Linked DNA regions of Sus scrofa: region 1 is linked to region 2. The links are chromatin contacts, called in public HiChIP or PLAC-seq maps. All regions are on one chromosome and are shown on one strand. Each heading gives the region's core, a stretch centred on a gene start, on an enhancer-like site or on the middle of the called end of the contact. The rest is flanking DNA. Distances are from core to core; before and after follow the strand shown.

Evidence for each region. HiChIP or PLAC-seq counts read pairs in DNA pulled down with a chosen protein or histone mark.
Region 1: a contact with region 2 is called in an H3K27ac HiChIP or PLAC-seq map of alveolar macrophages. The contact joins the promoter of ACY3 here to the promoter of CHKA in region 2. A contact is called at or near these places in 1 of 47 Hi-C or Micro-C datasets (liver) and 1 of 2 datasets of contacts at active chromatin or transcription factors (alveolar macrophages).

What each region holds. Positions count from the first base shown.
Region 1 is chr2:4,930,707-4,934,292 of Sscrofa11.1, forward strand. It overlaps ACY3 (N-acyl-aromatic-L-amino acid amidohydrolase (carboxylate-forming)), which reads left to right and starts at 2,130. Exons shown (of 9, transcript XM_021083255.1): 1 at 2,130-2,566; 2 at 2,569-2,789; 3 at 3,455-3,586. The coding sequence starts at 2,467.
Region 2 is chr2:4,787,254-4,791,002 of Sscrofa11.1, forward strand. CHKA (choline kinase alpha) reads left to right here and starts at 1,255. Exons shown (of 13, transcript XR_002341423.1): 1 at 1,255-1,832.

The sequences.
Region 1 (3,586 bases), core at 880-3,379, 140 kb after region 2:
CCCTCGCCACACCAATCTTGTTCCCTCCCTTCGCCCTCCTGGTCATCAGCTTTTGTGGCTCAGCGAGCCTCCAAGGAAGAGTGGCTCTGGGGGACACTAGGGTGGGAGGGCCATCCCCAAATGACACTGCAGTCCTGATGGCCTTTCCTCCACTCTCGCTTGGGCCTGTGTACCTTGCCCCTCTCCCACCCCAGGCCACCGGTGCCGAGGTCAAGGGCAAATTTGGGTTTGTGGCCTGGCTCTGCCACATACGGGCTGTGTGGACTCGGGTTGTCAGAACCAGCTTCGCAGGGATCTGGTGAGGACGAAACGAGCTTGTGTGTGTGGTCTTGCCCTCAGCTGGCTCACCCAGCGCCCTACGCATCCCTGTGGGTGCTCCACCACCGAAAAGCTTGGGCTTGCATCGCTCCACTGGCATATTGTGACTGTGTGCCTTCGGGCAAAGCCCCTTAAATTCTCTGAGCCTCTGTCTCCGTGTCTTGCAGAATGAGGTTCCCACCTACTTCTTACAGTTGGTGAGCGTGTCAGATGGGATCATTTGTGTCTGGGGCCAGGGGCTCCCACCCCGAGACACAGTGGGGTCCAGACGCTCATGCGCACTGAGCCAGCATTGGGCCGAGGCCCTGGCTGCAGTTCCCCCTGGCCACACATCTCCCAGAGCTTCCCAGGGCTCTGTCACAGCCCCAAGGTTTGTGACAGCAGCTTCTTCCCATCCAGCAATCATGGCACACTGCTGCCCTGAGGCTCGGGGGTAGTCCTGGGGTCTCTCAGGGCTCAGGGCACCGCTTCAGCCATAGGTGCTGGTTCCACTGTCCAGAGTGGGCCTTTAAGAAAAATAACAATATGGGTAAGTCCTCCTCCCACCCCGACCCTAGGACACCAGGCCAGCAGGGAGGAGGGGCAGGGTGGTTCCGGGGTGCACGGAGGAACAGGCGATGTGATGAGGGCGCTGGGAGGGGCCAGCAGGAGGGGGAGTCAATTGGTCAGGACGGTGGACCACCGGACAGAGGGTCCCAAAGCCACTCCAGAGACCCTGGGTCTGGCTCCCAGCTCACGCGGCTCTCCCGAGACAAGCCTTCCAATTAGATGGGTTGGTCCAGGTCCTGGCCCTCCCGGGCCTCGGTTTCCCCACCTGCAGTGAAGAAGTTGGACCCCGTGGTACTCAGGACGCCGCCACCCTCGGTCACACCAGGGTCTGCTCTGCGCATGCCTGTTCTCCAAGCTTGCCCCACCCTTTGCCCCTCGCTTCTCACGGCTCCCTGGGCCCAGGAGGGAGCCTCGCCCCCATTTCACAGGCAGGAGTCAAGGCCCAGAGAGGGCCACTGACTCTCCCCAAGTCACACAGCCTGTCAGGGAGGGCTGTCAGAGCCAGTGGGGGTTAGGAGCCCCCCCTTTTTTCCATTTTTGGCTGCCCCCAGGCGTATGGCATTCTCAGGCCAGGGATCCTTTTTTGGCTGCTCCTTGGCGTATGGAGTTTCCAGGCCAAGGATCAGATCTGAGCTGCAGTTGCCGCCCTCATCGGATCATGCAACCCGCTGTGCTGGGCTGGGGATCGAACCTACATCTTGGTGCTGCAGAGATGCCACGGATCCCGTTGAGCCACAGTGGGAACTCCCATCTGAAGCTTTAAAGAGTCACTGCAAGTAATTTCCCAAGGCCATGCGCATCTCCCCAGGGAAGCGCCCCCCCCCCCCAGAGGTGCGGATGTTCTGATTCCCAGAGGAGGGGCCAAGGGCAAGGGCGGGAGCCTGGCTGCAAGACCTGGACTCGCTGGCCTATGACAGCTGTGTGAGGTAGAACCAGCAGGGACCCCAGCAGCTCCTCTGGGTGGATTTCAGTCCCCCCCACCCCTATCCCGCCCGTCCCCTCCTCTCCACCAACTCAGCACAAACACTTCCTGCCCTGGGATCTCCTGGCCCATAAATACCCATCAGTCTGGGAGATGCCCAGCTCAGCCCAGGAAGCTGAGACCCTACGGCCCCTCCCTAAGGCCCCAGCACCAGCTCAGAGGAGCACAAGGGATGGGCCGGAGGGAGCCGGAGTCGCCTGGAACCCGACACTCCACAGCCAGCTCCCGTGACACTGCCCGCTCCGCAGCCGCGCCCGCATCCGCATCTGTAAAACAGGAGCACGGCCCTCTGCTAAGGGAGTGCCATCCGTCTCCCCAAGTCTGGGCCCCTTTTCTAAACTTGGAGAAAGAAACTCCTTCTCTCCAAAGGGAGCAGGGAAGTGGTTTCCTAAGATGGGGGTGGGCAGTGCTCACCCGCGAGGGAAGGATGCTAACAGAGGGGCTGCAGGAGGGACCAAGCTGGCACCTGGGCCACTGAGGGGCAGGGGGGACAAAGCCGAGCTGACATCCAGCCACCCTGCCTGGCCTGGGCTCCTCCAGCCTCAGGCAGCTCACCACTGCCAGCCCAGCTCTCTCCGAGGTTGCAGGCCCACCCACCAGTGGCGTCACCTCACACCATGATGGGCTCGCTGCTGGTGCCCTGAGAGGCCCTGCGCCAAGTGGCAGTGACCCCGGGCACCCATGGCAATGAGATGGCCGGGGTCTACCTGACCCAGCACTGCTTCCGGCCCCAGGGGAGCTGCAGAAACCCAGCTTCGCCTCCATGCCTGTGCCAGCCAAGCCAGGGGTCACAGCCATCTGGTGCCAAGTGGGCAGTAACCTTGACCACATCCTCGTCAGCTCCTTCCTCAGGGGGCATTCCTCTGCCTGCAATGCCCATTTCTCCATTTTCAGTTTAGAGAAATCCCGATTGATGCCACCTCCTCCAGGAAGACCTTCCTGATCCCAGGCTGAGATGGGCCCTCCTCTGTGTTCTCTAGACCCTGGGGTTGCCTCAGGTCAGCCCCACCGGCTGTGTTTACCCAACCACTGTTTACACCTGCCTTCAATGGACACTGGCCCAGCGTCTCTCTGAGCCGAGCTCTGGCCAGCTCGGGTGAGAGAATGGGGAATCGAACCAAGGCGCTGTCCTCAGCTTATTGCAAGAGACAGAGGATGGACCCAACAGCCACAAACCAGGAGGCTAAATGCAGAGGTGAGGGCAAGGATATAACTTGGCCAGGGGCAGTCAGGGAAGGCTTCCTGAAGGAGGCGGGATCTCAGCCAAGCCTCAAAGGGTGAGTCTAGGAATTCCCACTGTGCGCAATGGGATCGGTGATGCCTCTGCGGCAACAGGACACAGGTTCAGGACACAGGCCTGGCACCATGGGTTAAAGGATCCAAATCTGATCCCTGGCCCAGGAACTTCTATGCCACAGGGAGGCCGAAAAAGAAAAAAAAGGGGAGGTGAGTATGAATTAACCAGGTGAAGAGAGGAAAGAAGGAGCTTCCAGAGACCGGGCAGCAGGCTCAAGGTTGAAGGTGAGGCCAGCGCGGGGCTTGGAGGTGTGAGAGCTGACAAGGCAGGTGGGCAGGGCCAGGCTGAGGGTTTAGGGCCAGACCTAGGGTTTACGGCGCCCCCATGAGCCCGTAAGCTGCTGCTGCAGGGTCTCAGTGGCTGCCTTCAGCAAGAGGCTGCCTCCCTCTCCACTGAACCTCTGTCACCGACAGAGACCGCTGGTGCCTGCCAGGGCCACT
Region 2 (3,749 bases), core at 5-2,504:
CCAACGGGACTGGTCTCCGCGGCCTCTCTCCAAAGCCTCTGGACGGCTCCCAGCTCCCTCCAGTTCAATGTCCAGGCCCACCTCCACAGCTGTCTGGACAAAAGCCCCCTTTCATCACAATCCTTTTGTTCAATAAGCCCATTTTTCTTGGAGCAAGTTCAGCCAAGTACCCGCTGCTTAGCAGACCTGTTTTCTTCCCCAGCACTGTGAAATCCCCTCACAGAAGCCGTTTCCTGTATGCTAGGCCCTGAATTTCCGAAGCAGCCAGGGGAACCTCCTCTAGTCCCAGCTCATGGCCAGTAAAAGAGGATCTGTCATTTTCAAATGTATCCCTACTCCATTTACTTTCAGAAAGGACTGGGGCGGCGGGGTGCGAGCTGAGTGAGGGACCTGGGGTGGTAAACGTGATAAATGGAGCAGGGGGCCCTCGCACCCGCCTCCGCGGGCAAAGGTGCTTCAGTCACAGTCAGGGGGCTGCCTCCTGCGCGGGGGCGGGCGGACGGGGCGGCATCCACAAAGCCAGCAGGCCGCAGCACTCACCTTTGGCCAGTGTTCAGGGAGGCTGCGGGGATGCCGCCCCGCTCGCCCCAAGGTTCGAGGCCCCGGCGTCCTCAGCACCACGGACAGGGAAACTGAGGCTGCAGAAGCCGTCACAGGGCTGGGCCGGCTGTGCGGCCTTGAACCAGTCGCCTCTTCTCTCTTTTTGACCTGGGAACAATAATTTCTCAGGCTCCAGCTAGGACAGGGCGTGGTCGCGCCTCCCAGGGAGCTGAACCGGCGCTGTTAAATGTTATAAAAACACACATATGGAGCTGCAGAAGGAGGTGCCTCGCCCCAAGGTCACGCGGAGAGAGAAGCCAGCCTCCTGGCACCAGCTTCCTGCCTGTCCCCCCCCCGCCAGGCCCCCGCCTCTGATGTCTTGCAGGTTTCGAGGGGTTCAAGCACAGTTGCAGCCTCCAAGGTCAAGCTCGGGCTCCTCTGAGGCTCAGGGCCACCCCGCCTGCCCGCCCTCGGGGAGCCCCCACACCACGTTAGCTTTCTCCATCCCCGGCGCCCCGGGTCCCGCTCCACGCCCCGCCTCCCGCAAGGCCCCGCCTCCCGCGGCCGCCGCACCCGGGTCGGGGTGGGGGCGGGGGCGGTGTGCTGCCGCCGCAGCCAATGGGGAGGCGGCGTGGCGAGGGCGGAGGCGGTTGTGATGCGCTGGGCCGGCGGGCGGCGGCCAATCAGCGGCGAGCCCGAGGGCGGGCTGTGACGCGGCCGGCGGTCCTCGTGCGGCGGCGGTATAGGAGCGAGCGCCACGGCGAGCAGGTCCAGCCGAGAGCTACCGCCGTCCGCCGCTCGCTGCCTCCGCACCGCCGCCGCCCCCGGCCTGCCCGTCAGCAAGCGGGTGAGCGGCCTCCACGCTCGGCCTCCGGGAGGGGGCCGTCCGGCCGGACCCTGAGCCTCGCCCTCTCTCGCTGCGGCCGACCGCGCCTCCTCGGCCGCCTGCCCGGCATGAAGACCAAGTTCTGCAACGGGGGCGAGGCGGAGCCCTCGCCGCTCGGGCTGCTGCTGAGCTGCGGCAGCGGCAGCGCGGCCCCGGGGCCCGGCGTGGGGCAGCAGCGCGACGCCGCCAGTGACCCGGAGCCCAAGCAGCTGGGCGGGCGGCAGCCGCCGCTCGCGCTGCCCCCGCCGCCGCCGCCGCCGCTGCCGCTGCCCCCGCCGCCGCCGCCGCCGGCGGACGAGCAGCCCGAGCCCCGGACGCGGCGCAGGGCCTATCTGTGGTGCAAGGAGTTCCTGCCCGGCGCCTGGCGGGGCCTCCGCGAGGACCAGTTCCACATCAGTGTCATCAGGTCGGTGGCGGCCGCGCGCGGGGCGGGCGGGCGGGCGGGCTGCGCGGCTGCGGTCAGGTGACGCTGGCCGGGGGCGGGGCGGGAGGCCGGGCCGGGCACGGGGGCGCGGGCCGGGCGGGGGGCAGCGCGGCCCTCGAAAGGCACCTTTCCCGAGCCCTTGTGAAATCCGAGCCCAGTCCCGCGCAACGGGCCCCGCGGCCACCAAGACCCTCCGGAAGGCAGGCTGTTGAAAAAATACCGGTTTCGTGGGAAAACAGGTCTCTTCTCAGGAGGACAATACTGATGGATCACAAAGTACTTTTTGTAGAGAGCCTGAAAATATGCAAGTGTTTTTGCGGTTTAGGGCCCTGAATGAAGGAGGGATGTTGTGGCAGGCTTAAAAAAATATGCCTTGGTAACTTTGACTTCTAGTTGCTCAAGTCCATGATTTGAATTTCTTTTTTTTTTCCCACTGAAAGAGACATTTGTTGGTGGTGAAGGGGTGACATTCGCTCCTTCCCCACTGACACTGTTCAGACGTGTAGGTGTGTTACTAGCCAAAATTAGGATGTGTGGCTCCAGAAGTTACTAGGAGTAAGGTAGAAAAATCACCCCCCCCCCTCGTTTAGGCTTAAAAAATCAATCATAAGTTTAAATTACAAAAAAAAGTAGGTGTGTACCTATTCAGATTTCTTAAGGAAAACATAAACTTGATTTTTGTGGTACTGCACCTGTGACATCACCCCTCACCATGTAGGAGCCTTCCTTCCATTCAGCCCTTCAAATATGTGTTGTCTTTTTCTGCTCGTTTTCTTCTAATGGGCTGACCAGGTTGAGTGCAGTGTCGAGGCGCTGGCTGACTGCCACTGATAATCCTCAGATGCTGTTTTAGTCATTTGATTCCTTTTTCTGTGCCCAGCCTTTCTCCGGAGCTGCAACTGCAGCAAAATTAACTGGGCTTCACTTTATTTTTGTGCCTCTGGCCTCTTATAGGTATGCTTAGGAGCAGTGGAGGTCAAAGGTAGAAAGAAAGAAGCCCTCGGTGTTCTGATAATCCCTGAATTGCCTAAGGAAACTTTTTTTTTTTTATGAAATTCTCTCCCAAACTACCGTGTTTAGTTAGGCCTGAAAGTCCTCAGTGACATCATCCATCTGTAAAATAGAAAACCTCGAGGGCAGTGACTTGCCTTCGGTCATTGCTCTGAAAATGTTGAGACGGGAAGTTCCCATTTGGGTGCAGTGGTAACGAATCCGACGAGGAACCATGAGGTTGCAGGTCCGATTCCTGGCCTCGCTCCGTGGGTTAAAGATCTTGCGGTGCCGTGAGCTGCAGTGTAGGTCTCAGACGAAACTCGAATCCTGCATTGCTGTGGCTGTGGTGTAGGCCAGCAGGTGTAGCTCCGATTTCAACACCTAGTTTGGGAACCTCCGTATGCCAGGGGTGCGGCCCTAAAAGGCAAAAAGAAAAAAGAAAGAAAACGTTGGGACACCCTGGATCCAGTCACAAGATGTTTTTGTGGCCATTTCTGGGGCGTGTCACTCGTCAGATAACCTCTAAGTCTTGCTCAAATCCGACAGCCTAAAAGCACTTTCAGTGAAGAAACTCGTCAGTAGTCACTCCAGGAAAGAAATAGAAGCTTTTTATTCAAGCCAGTCTGAGGTGGTAACCAGGAGACAGTGTCCAGAGAGCTCTCGGACTGTTTGGACGCGGTAGAGGAGGCGGTCAGGGTGATGGGAGGCGTGTCTGTGGCCAAGCTCACGTCTGGCCAGGACGTCGCTGCTGGTCACGAGGTACCAACATCTTAGCTGATGGACTTAGTGGCCGAGAGTGGGAAGGTGCAAGAAGCCAGGTTCGTAAAAACTTTCTCCTGAAAATGTCTCCGTGAGGGCCAGTCCCGTCAGTTCTCTGAGGGCACAGAGTGCCCGGCCCTGCTCCTT